Linked DNA regions of Sus scrofa: all the other regions are linked to region 4. The links are chromatin contacts, called in public HiChIP or PLAC-seq maps. All regions are on one chromosome and are shown on one strand. Each heading gives the region's core, a stretch centred on a gene start, on an enhancer-like site or on the middle of the called end of the contact. The rest is flanking DNA. Distances are from core to core; before and after follow the strand shown.

Evidence for each region. HiChIP or PLAC-seq counts read pairs in DNA pulled down with a chosen protein or histone mark.
Region 1: an H3K27ac HiChIP or PLAC-seq map of skeletal muscle shows a contact between it and region 4. The contact joins two enhancer-like sites. A contact is called at or near these places in 21 of 47 Hi-C or Micro-C datasets (alveolar macrophages, brain, embryonic fibroblasts and 11 more) and 1 of 2 datasets of contacts at active chromatin or transcription factors (skeletal muscle).
Region 2: an H3K27ac HiChIP or PLAC-seq map of skeletal muscle shows a contact between it and region 4. The contact joins the promoter of ABTB1 here to the enhancer-like site in region 4. A contact is called at or near these places in 2 of 5 promoter capture datasets (liver and skeletal muscle), 24 of 47 Hi-C or Micro-C datasets (adipocytes, alveolar macrophages, brain and 14 more) and 1 of 2 datasets of contacts at active chromatin or transcription factors (skeletal muscle).
Region 3: an H3K27ac HiChIP or PLAC-seq map of skeletal muscle shows a contact between it and region 4. The contact joins two enhancer-like sites. A contact is called at or near these places in 2 of 47 Hi-C or Micro-C datasets (embryonic fibroblasts and fetal heart ventricle) and 1 of 2 datasets of contacts at active chromatin or transcription factors (skeletal muscle).

What each region holds. Positions count from the first base shown.
Region 1 is chr13:72,558,641-72,561,340 of Sscrofa11.1, reverse strand. All of the region lies in intron 6 of MGLL (monoglyceride lipase), which reads right to left. Among named protein-coding and RNA genes, the nearest start is that of ABTB1, 19 kb to the left of the region's middle. Within about 2 kb of position 1,325, at least 10 of the 83 cell types and tissues checked have an H3K27ac peak or open chromatin away from gene starts, as enhancers often do. A contact at or near this core is called in fetal skeletal muscle and skeletal muscle, where this site is marked.
Region 2 is chr13:72,577,825-72,580,524 of Sscrofa11.1, reverse strand. It overlaps ABTB1 (ankyrin repeat and BTB/POZ domain-containing protein 1), which reads left to right and starts at 1,300. Exons shown (of 12, transcript XM_021069446.1): 1 at 1,300-1,436; 2 at 2,377-2,439; 3 at 2,519-2,574. The coding sequence starts at 1,381. It overlaps PODXL2 (podocalyxin-like protein 2), which reads left to right. Exons shown (of 8, transcript XM_021069445.1): 7 at 148-327; 8 at 837-1,215. The coding sequence ends at 1,049.
Region 3 is chr13:72,524,248-72,526,947 of Sscrofa11.1, reverse strand. All of the region lies in intron 3 of MGLL (monoglyceride lipase), which reads right to left. Among named protein-coding and RNA genes, the nearest start is that of MGLL, 45 kb to the right of the region's middle. Within about 2 kb of position 1,402, at least 16 of the 83 cell types and tissues checked have an H3K27ac peak or open chromatin away from gene starts, as enhancers often do. A contact at or near this core is called in skeletal muscle, where this site is marked.
Region 4 is chr13:72,327,703-72,330,402 of Sscrofa11.1, reverse strand. The region is part of intron 4 of KBTBD12 (kelch repeat and BTB domain-containing protein 12); the gene reads left to right. Among named protein-coding and RNA genes, the nearest start is that of KBTBD12, 37 kb to the left of the region's middle. Within about 2 kb of position 1,347, at least 12 of the 83 cell types and tissues checked have an H3K27ac peak or open chromatin away from gene starts, as enhancers often do. A contact at or near this core is called in fetal skeletal muscle and skeletal muscle, where this site is marked.

The sequences.
Region 1 (2,700 bases), core at 76-2,575, 230 kb before region 4:
TTATATATGAAGAGACTGAGGCTCAGAGAGGTTGGGTGAGTTGCCCAAAGTTACACAGCAAGTAAAGACAGAGCCAGGATAATAACAGGCAGTCAGGCCCTATCCTCAGCATCCTTAACCATTCACTCTGCTGTGGTATCTAGAGAAGGGAAAGTAAAGTGAGTTCTGTGGGCTTGGATGTGAGGAGAGAGGGGGGCATACCTCATGAGGGTACAGACATCTGGGCCTGACAGATGAAGTGACTCGTGGGCCCCAGAGGCTGCCGCCCTTCTCGGCCTGCCAAGGAATGGGGGCTGGTGGGTCCTCTGAACACAGGCACGTGCCTTCCCACACAGACTTCCCACCTCCCAGCAATGACCCCCGGCACAGGTGCCCAAGTGGGGGGCCAAAAGTCCTGAGCCAGACAAGTAATTCTTAGGAAAAGGATTCACATGCCCACAATTAAGTGACAGTTTACATACACGTGGCTAACCTGACTAGTCTTCCTTCTGCCCAAAATAAAACTGCAGGTCCTTGTTTCTGATGGCTCTTGTCTGGCTCAGGACTTCTGGCCACACCACATCCCCTGGGCAGGTGACCCCTGTGGTCAGAGAACTGTCCAGGGCTGGCATCTGCTCAGCCAGTATCCTGGGCCTCCACAAGTCAGTCAGATCTGATCCACATGTAAATAGGACTTCAACCCCCAGGTCCCAGCCTGCCTTGAGGTCACCATTGGTGCTCCCAAGAGGCTTTGCCAGGTTGTGCTCCTGCTTTCTTGCTAGACCCTGGGAAGGTGTTCAGGAGGGAAGCTGGATGGGCCTACAGAATGGGTGCCTTACTATATCTTGGGTCTGGCAGCTGGAACTACCCCTGATAGTCTCTCAACACAGTTCCTGGCTTTCCTGCTGCCATTCAGCTGCTGACCCCAGGGACCTGCCTCTTTTGTGCTTAGAGCCAGCCATGGGAGTAGGGTTGGGAGCAAGCATGGAACATGGGGTGGGGGTAGGTCAAAGAACCCCAACGTGCAGGGTGCTGGAAAGTGGCAGACCCCTCACTGGCTCCCCCACCAGCTGCCCTCGGTGTGCCGAGCTGTGAGGCTTGCTATGTTTTAAGACATTGGTAAATGATCAGGCGAGTCTTCTGTGAGGATACAAACTATGAAGATGGCAGCTCACAAAGCACAAGCAGCTAAGCCAATGGGCGTCCTGGAGGGTAATCAGAGGTCTCAAAGGGGCTCTGAGGGAGGCTGGGCCTATCTTTAGCCACAGTTATAATTAGTCAAAAGCCTCAGAGAGCAAAGCCTTCCACGAGCTGACAGGAGTCTGCAAGGGCCATGGGCACATGGCCTCCAGCTACGTGAGCAGAAGACAGACAGGGAGCAGGGAGGCTGATCCCTGAGGACACAGGACACCCTGCATGGGGGGCCAGAAATGAAAGCCAGCAGTGGCCTCTCTGGTCGGCTCTCTGGGTGCACGGAACAGGTATGAGTATAAACCAGCCATATGGCCACTGGCCTGAGTGTAAACCAGCCAGGATGTGCTTGGAGGGCACCCAGCACAATTGTGGAGAATATAGCCCTGGGTCCAGAAGGCAAACGGCCTCAACAAATAAATAGTGGACGTCCCATGGCAGAGGATGGCACTTGGAAGGAGAATGGGGCAAAGACTGAGAGATGGATGACTATCCATGGTGTGCAGGCTTCGTGAGGTCCTCAACCCTCCCTCCATCAGCTGTGACTGGAGAAATATTTAGAACATTCCAGGCTTTTCAGAGTGGGAAAGATGCATCGCATTCCAAAACACCTATGCTGAGAGTAGAATAATTAATCCATCAGTTACTTTAGTGTTCTGATCAGGGACTCTGAATGCGTAGACAAATGTAAAAAATGCCAAGTAGCAATTTCTTTGTTCCCAGGAGCACTTCAGAGCCAAGGCTTGGAGTTGAGAGACCTGGGCTCAAATCCTTACTCAGCAGCTGTGTGTCCTTGGGTAAGTGACTTGCCCTCTCTGGGCCCAAATGTCTGCAAATGCAAATACTGGTATCAAGACTGATTTCTCACTGTGGTGAGATGGAGGGCTGCAACGGTGCTACACTGAAGGTGTTGAGATGCTTCCAGGCATTTTGCCTTTTCTTCCCCACACCCAGAGAGTGTTATGTCTGCATGCCCTCGGCTGTGAGGTGATGCTGCCAAAGGAAGACACCATGCTGACAATCCTGGCCGCCACCGCAAACCCCAAACATCTTGCCTTTGACACTGGGCTGGCAGAGCCAGCGTGCTTCCCTAGAGAATGTTCCCAGGAGCTGGCCCCCATCCCAGCCTGCAGCCCCTTCCTGCAGGTCCTGCCTCCGTGAGCCTGTTAGGCAAATGGCTCTTCTCTTTCTGAGGCTTCATGGCTGTAGGGTTCCAGGAGCAACGTCTTAGCTAAAGAAGTGCCCCAAGACACCCCTGCTAGATTCGGAAGTTGCCTCCCCTGAACACATTTCCCCCTGGGCACTGCTATGTCAGAGTGTTGACAGGGGACTCAGGAACAGGATGGCTGAAACCCCTTCTGTCACATCTTTCCACAGGAGTCCAGCCTTCAGGCTGACCAGCCACCATCCCCTCAGAGAAACTTATTAGTGTTCCTAAGGCAGCACCCGTTTCCCTGATGAGACAGAAACCTGAAATGTGAGGGTGTGCGACCATGGGCAGGGGTGAGCAGAGGAGGAGGAGCCTGCTGT
Region 2 (2,700 bases), core at 51-2,550, 250 kb before region 4:
AGGCCAGTATGTGAGGGAAGGCTGAGAAGGGAGGTGGGCAGAGTCCTTGGTGAGCACAGGCCAGGCATGTTGCCCACCCTGAGCTCCAATCTGGGGAGACCTAGTACCCCAGGACCTCAGCTCAGAAGCCGGCCCTCCTGTCCCCAGATTGGCATCCAGAACTACTCCACTACAAGCAGCTGCCAGGCCCGGGCCAGCCAGGTGCGCAGTGACTACGGGACGCTCTTTGTGGTGCTGGTGGTCATCGGTGCCATCTGTGTGGTCATCATCGTGCTGGGCTTGCTCTATAACTGCTGGCAGCGCCGGCTGCCCAAGCTGAAACACGTGGTGAGCGTGAGGGTGGGTGGGCAGGGGGCCTGGTCCGGGTGGTATAGGGGGTCCAGCTAGCCGGGCACCTGAAACTTGGGGTCCTTATTTGTGAGTGAGGTGGCAGTTACTAGGGGGTGGGTACTGTGAGTTGAAGTCCTTGTCCAGGGCCCAGCTCCTGGTTGTCAGATGCTGGAGGTGTGGGTTGTGGGCCCAGTTCCTCCTGGGCAGGGCGGCCTTGCAGACGCCCCGGTTGGGGGTGGGAGTGGGGTGCAGGCAGTGCACACCTCCCTTATTTTCTAGGAGTCTCTGGGGTGGTGGAGGGATAGACGGTGTCAGGGAGGCCACAAGGCTGATAAGTGTAAAGGGTCAATGGTCATTTTAAGAAAGGAGTTGAGCTACAGGACCAGAAGGGGCTGTCTGTCCGCTGTCCGTCGAGGGTCCGACAGGGGTCCCCTGTCTAGGGAGGGTCTGGAGGGATGTGGGGCGGCGGGGCCGGCGCGCCCGCCCAGCCGCCCCTCCCGCCGCAGTCGCACGGCGAGGAGCTGCGCTTCGTGGAGAACGGCTGCCACGACAACCCCACGCTGGACGTGGCCAGCGACAGCCAGTCGGAGATGCAGGAGAAGCAGCCCAGCCTGAATGGCGGCGGCGCGGTCAACGGCCCGGGGGGATGGAGCGCGCTCATGGGGGGCAAGCGTGACCCCGAGGACTCAGACGTGTTTGAGGAGGACACGCACCTGTGAGGGGCTGAGCCCCGCCCGGCCCGGGCCTCGGCGTGGGGTCCTCTGCCTCCCCCTCCAGTGACTCTCGACGCATCTCGGCACCCCCCACCCCCCCGACCCGACGCCCCGCGGGGCGCCCGGGACCCTATTAAAGCCGCCGGGAGAGCACGCCGGCCCGTGGTCCGCCTAAGCGACTCGTTCTTACTCTGGGCTGGGGTGGGGGCGGGGCAGCGCGCCCGAGTCGGTCCTCCGAGCGCCAGGCGCCGCTGCCGAGCGCCCGGGCGGGGCGGGGCGTGTTTATATCCGGCCGGGGCTCTGAGGTCGCCTGGCGGGGGTCCGGGCCGTCCGCGCCATGGATACGTGCGACCTGTTCTCCAGCTGCAGGAAGGGGGACGTGGGCCGAGTGCGGTGAGGACCCTTGGCCCCGGGAGGGTGCCGGGTGGGTGACCCCGCCGCAGACCCTTCCCCCGTGGGCGCCCAGACGCCGAAGCAGGGCTGCCTAGGTTGCCACAGTGCTCTGGGGTGGAGCCGGGGATCGGGGAGCTCTGGCGTGACTCCTCCAGGGGGTCCCGGAGGAAGGTACTGCGACGAGAACGCCCGGAGGGGGAGAGGAGAGCGCGGAGAGAAGAGAAGGGCCCGGGCGCCAGACCCTGGGGGCCGGCCTGGGACTCCGCGATTCGTTTCTGATGCGCTGTGGACCCGGAGCTGGGGTCTCTAGTCCTCGGAGATTCGGAAACTCCCCAAGTGCGGCTAGAGCTGACTGGGCGCTGCAGTCGCCATCTCCGTGGGCTGCCTGATTGGGATGGGAGGCACCTGCCCACCTTCGCCAATTCCTGACCCGCACAGCTCCCCCGCTGCAGGTGCCACTTGTGATGCTGCTGGGAGCGCTCTTGAGGTCGGCCCAGGTGTCTCCCCCAAGGCACTTCCTCCTCTGTGGTGGCTCCATCACCACCCTTGTTGATTCCCACTTCCCCACCCCACCTGCTGCCCTGTCTCCTGACATCCACCTTCTAGAACCTACCTTTTTGTCATTTCCACATCACCAGTATGCCTGCAGCAGCTCGTGCTCGGCCTTGCCACCCCAAGCAGCCAGAGGGCTCCCACAGAGGCAGAGGCCCCTTCCTCTCCTCCTTCCCAAAGGCTTTCTGCCCAGAGGCCCCTTCAGTTCTGGGGCCTCTGATGCTGGGTTTCCCATTGCCACTCCGTGGTCTCCTTGTCTCAAGTGCCTTTCCTGTTCTGCTCAGCCCTCACCCGCCCTCACCTGGGGAGGCTTCCTTCCTTCCCCTCCTGAAGGTTTGCTCTCCAGACCAGGAACCTGGCCTGACTCAGCTCTGACTTCCCTGCCCAGGTATCTGCTAGAGCAGCGTGACGTGGAGGTGAACGTGCGGGACAAGTGGGACAGCACCCCGCTGTGAGTGCCGTGGGGGGAGCAGGGGTGGTCAGGGTTGGTGGCGCTGCAGGCCTGACAGCACTGGGTCCCTTCCCCTCAGGTACTATGCCTGCCTCTGTGGCCATGAGGAACTTGTGCTCTACCTGCTGGCCAATGGTAAGTGGGTTGGGGGCGGGGGGCTGCATGCGGGTGTTCACAGTGGCTCTGGATCTCTCCCCTTCACCTGCATCCCATCAGCAAGTGCTTTTAGCTCTGCTTTGGGAACTAGTTCTGCGTGCTGCT
Region 3 (2,700 bases), core at 153-2,652, 200 kb before region 4:
GCAACGCCGGATCCTTAACCCGAGTGAGGCCAGGGATGGAACACGCAACCACATGGTTCCTAGGCAGATTCGTTTTCCACTGCGCCACAATGGGAACTCCAGGAGCCGACATTTATGGCAAATGAAGTTTGCACTGGGTTCCATGATTTAAGGTTTCTAGGGGAACCCTCATGCTCATCAAAGCAGCTTCCAAAAGTCAAGGTCTTACCCAGGGGACAAGCATGGCGATTGAATCCAGCTTTGCTCCAAGGGCTGTGTCGCCTTGGGCAAGTTACTCACCACCCCTGGGCTAGCTTGCTTCCTCACTGGGCGCAGTGCCTGCCTCCCCACACAGCTACGAGGGTTAAATGGGGGTGATCTGGGGGAAAGTTACTAGCACAGAGATGATGCATTTTTTTAGGCCAGAAAGTATTTATTTTCTTCAAACAGGGCCCATCCTCTAGTGCCAATTCGTACACATACATGCTTCAGCAGTCTGAATCTGGGCAAACCTAGAGAAACCAGTTGTTTTTAATCAAATGCCCTGTAATTCAGCAGATGTTCACTGAGCCCCTACTACATTCTGGATACCAGGCAGGATGCAAGGATCAGCAAGCCCAGGTTGCCGAGGCACTGTCCTCGGAGCATGTAAAAGTTGGGGGTACATTTGTGGCTGACCAGCTGAGAGGGGCCTGCAGTGTGTGAGCACCATTCCCAGGAGGTGCTAGCCAGCCTGCCCTTCTTTCTGAGGCTCCCCAGGCCACACTGTTGGGGTAGCCCTGTTCAGGGTGGGGTGAGATGCTGAAAGAGGGGTGTCTCCCTAGGGCTCCATGGCCTCCAGCCTCGACTTCCAGAATCAGGGTGGAAGCTCAAGAAGCCTTCGGGGGACCAGCCTGGGGCAGACACTGCATCCCAACTTCTACACTCGGCTCCAAATGCATTCCGCATGGGCTGCAGGTGCTGCTGGTCTCATGTACAAGATGAGGGATAGGCCCAGAGAGGCCCAGCACACAGCTCATCCAGGGAAGAGCAGAGGTACCACCCCAAGGGTCTCTTCCATCCCAGGGTGCCTACAAACACTTCTCTAAGTGAAGGCTCCAAAAACCCTGGACAGGGGGGCATGGAACTGTAGCTGGGTGTTTATTTTTTGTAGGTTGGTGATGTGTACAGCTAAAAATCACCACCAGAGGCTGGTGGAGGACCTCGTCTGCCACAAGGGGTCCTCCCCCTGGTGGGAGGGGATCTGCTGGCGGCTCCCCTGCCCTCCTTCTCCTGGCGGCTTTGGCACTTGGCAGCATCACAGTTGGTTATTTTTAGCCGTTGGCAGGCCAACCATCCCCGGTCACATGCTGTTTGAGCTTCCACTTCAGAAAGGCTCCACCTCACAGAACGAGGTGATGCCCCCTCCCACAGGGAGCCCCCTGTGGCTGCCTGCAGCATTTGATATGGGCCCCAGAGAATCACACAGACTCCCCCAGAGACATGCAGCCAGCCTAGGCCCCACCTGTTTTAAAATTTAAGTGCCTCCTTTTCTTGGTCCAGCTGTGGTCACAGTTATTGCCAGTGTTAATTTACTGAAGGGCAGCAGCTGCTTCCAAGCCTGGGGAGACATGCAAGACCCAGTGCTGCGAACCGGGGGTCCTGACCCCAACATGCCACTTCTGGGCAGGACCTTGAACCCTCACCTCCCCACCCCTAGAACAAGGAGACGGGTCTTCTGCTCAGGCTCACAGTGGTGTGTGGCTTTGTTGGGGACCAAAACCGACAGCAACTGTGATTGCTGTTTTAGCTTCCATTATGAGCCTGGATGCTGCCATAGCTACTCTGGGCAGGCCCCTCTCCCCGTGGGTGACTCACAGGAGCCCTGCATCCAGGTACCACCACCACCGTCTCCATCTCTTGTAAGTGGGGGCTCCAGGGTCAGTCCCTGACAGCACTATCCAGCTGATGAGCAAAGGAGCTGGGGTTTGAACCCCAGATTCTGGCTGTCACCCTAGGTGTCACCCTGGGACACTTCAGGCCCCTGGTTTCATGTGTGCTGGAAAAGTCTGTCGGTCCCTGACAGGAAATGGGGACAGACGCCTAGTCCACCTGACCTGAATGTCTTCAGCAAAATACTCAGACTTGTAGATGGGAAAAAGTAATCCAATGCAACTGTTACCTAAGCCGGGTGCAGACTGTCTAAATACAGAAAGCGTCTGGCGCATGGTGGGAGGACAGGCCTTGCAGAGCACATGCAGGGCATGGACTGATGTGCCTCGGGGGTCACTAGGCTCGTATGTGGACCCGGCAGCCAGGGGGCAGCTGCCTGGGGAGAACAAACCATATCTCTGAGGTGGGTTTTAAGGTGCCGGCTGAGGGCATTACAGAAGGACTAAGAGCATCTGTCTCCCAAACTGCCTGGCCAGCAGCCCGTCCACAGAGGCGTGGGTCCTTTAGGGTCAAGGCCAGGTCAGACTCAGCCTGGAACAGGAGGCTCAGGGCAAGGAAGGCCACAAGGCACTCCAGGAGTGTGCCCCTGCTTCCCAAGAGGCCTGCCCTGGGGAACCTCTGCTGTCCAAGAACAAGGCTCTGTGGACCTGCTGTCCTGCTGCTGACCCGGTGCCAGACTCGTGGCTGGTATCCATTTCCTGCTCTGATTTCTGCACTGCGACCCTGCCCTCCTCTCCCAGACCCTGGCTCTCCCTATGCCCCCCATCCTGCAGCTCCCAGCCCCACCTC
Region 4 (2,700 bases), core at 98-2,597:
AATAAATTCAGACTCTTACTAGTAAAGTTTTGAGAAAGAATCTAATGAGTGTTAGCTGGTAACTGTAGGAAATGAAACACAAAGCTGGAAGACAAGAAGAGCTGGAGAAACTGTTAAATTGTAACAACATAACTTGTTTGTTTGTTTGTTTTGTCTTTTCTGGTGCCGCTCCCTGGGCACATGGAGGTTCCCAGGCTAGGGGTCTAATTGGAGCTGTAGCTGCCCGCCTATGCCAGAGCCACAGCAACGCAGGATCCGAGCTGTGTCTTCAACCTACACCACAGCTCACAGCAACGCCAGATCCTTAACCCACCAAGCAAGGGCAGGGATTGAACCCAAAACCTCTTGGTTCCTAGTTGGATTCATTAACCACTGAGCCATGAGGGGAACTCCTGTAACAACATAACTTGTATCTTCAGTTTCTTTCTCCATGTGGGAGAAACCTGTGCTAAAAATAGAAACTACCCCTTTCCATAAGCTGCAGGGAGCCTGAGTTCTCTCAGTTCAGTGCTCACTGGCCACTCCGTCCTGGATAAACCTGCTTGAAATCTCATTGCTCCTGTCTGCCTCCTTCTTCCCTCAGTGGGCTCCACCTCATTAAAACCCAGTTTGAGCCCTTATTGATGCTCTGTTACAAAATACTGATTTGAATCTGGGACCAGGGGCTTTCTCTTTGAAAGAAGCTTTTGTGAGATAAACTAACAAACGTTTTAGATCTCATAGTATGTTACGATTTTGAGTATGTTATGCTTGCTTCTTAAATGACAAGGTACATTCATACTTCAGCTTTCCAACAAGCATTTTTAAAAGTCAGATTGTGTTCAGAAGTTGCTTTAGCCTCATGGGTCAGACAAAGTCAAATATAGAAAGTGAGCAGCAGAGTCTATTTGTGGAAACCTGTAGACCTTCTGCAGACTGGCCCCAGCTGGCCTCAGCATCTGACCCTCTAGCCTCGAGGTCCCACCCCAGCCTTGGCACTGGGTCATTCCTGAATTGCCTCCATCCTGCGCCTGTGTTACTCTGTTCCCTCAGCTCTTAACCCTCCGCTCTGTTTGGCGAACCCCAGAGCATCTTCCACATCTCCCCAAGTGACTTGTGTGACTCAGTTGTGCTGCCCCAACCCTGCCCATTGCTGTGGCCTCAATCGTGCCCATGTCCTTTCTCAAAGTCAGCCCGGGCTTCGTCGTTTTACTGAATTGACCTTCCTATCTTGCTCCCCATCAGGGCAAAAGCTTCACAAATCATCAGCGTGGCTGGTATTGTGGCAACTTTTTTAAAGAAGGGATTTTCACTTCCCTGTCTGAGGAGCCAGCTAAGAATCAGTCTCCCAGCACGGCTACGAGTTTTATCCAGCAGACCAGCTGTGCCCTGCTCATTGCAACTGTCCCAGGGTGGTGAGGGGAGGGTTGCACAGAAGGTTCCAGCAATTGCCCAAAATGCATTTCAGAGATCACTTTAGAGGTGAATCACTTTCTAAGGTAAGAGGAACCAAGTTTCATTGTGGTTAAGATTTTGCCTTTTTCTTTCTTTTAATAAAATTCTAAACGGTATTTTAAAAAAACACTGGTGTTTCTTAGATTACCCAGGTTGTTTATTAAAAGAGCAGATTCTAGGCCAGGAGGTCTGCAGTGGGACCTAGGAACCTGAACTGTGGGAAGCGTCGGGCAGTTCTGGTGTGAGTCTCACAGGACAGCACTTGGAGAAATACAGCAGCCGTGAGGATAGCGTGGCAGTAACATCAAGTTAGTGGAGGTTCAAATGCTCAAAATGTTGACTAGGTATATGGCACAGAAGATGGGTCCTGGGCTAGCTTTTAGGAGAGATGCAGAGGAGGATGAGGTCTTGGACAGCATGTTTTTTGGGGGTGGATCACTGGTCAGAGGGCCCGAGTTCACAGGTTCCCACAGCAGGTTGTTGGATGTGTTCTGATCTATCCCGTGTCTTCGCTCTGAGGCACCCTTCCTAAGCTCCGGCACGACAAAGAAGGCAATGTGGGTTTTCAATAGCCGGAGAAGTCAGATGGGGTCTCCTGAGCCTTCTTTATCCCGAGAAGACGTGGCGCTAGAGAAACAACAGCCGATGTGGCTCTGAGCCAGAGTGAATGGCTCACTGGGTTTCTGCTGTCAGTGTCCATGAAATGTTTTTCCAGTTAATCATATGAAGGGTGTTCACTTTGGTTATCTGGCACCCTTGATGGGGAGCCCAAAAATAACTACTGTAAGAGGCCAGAGTTTACTTATGGCTCCAGAATTACACATGGCTTCAATAATGTTTTGTTTGTTGTTTTGTTTTGCTTTTTAGGGCTGCACCTGCAGCTTATGGAAGTTCCCAGGCTAGGGGCCAACTCCACAGCCACAGCAACATAGGATCTGAGTATTGTCTGTGGCCTACACCACAGCTCATGGCAACGCTGGATCTTAACCCCCTGAGTGAGGCCAGGGATTCAACCCATATCTTCGTGAATACTAGTCGGTTCATAACCCACTGAGCCACAGCAGGAACTCCCTTGGCTTCAGTAATTTTTATCATTGACATCCTGCCAATTCTCTGAATTGGCCATTCCACATGTAATTGTGACAACTAGTAAGAAATTGCACTTTATTTGATCAATATACAATTATAATGCTTTTATTTTTGCCTTTCATTTCCCAGTAGACTGTGTCTCAGGGACCAAAAACCCCTCAGACTTTTTTGTTTTTG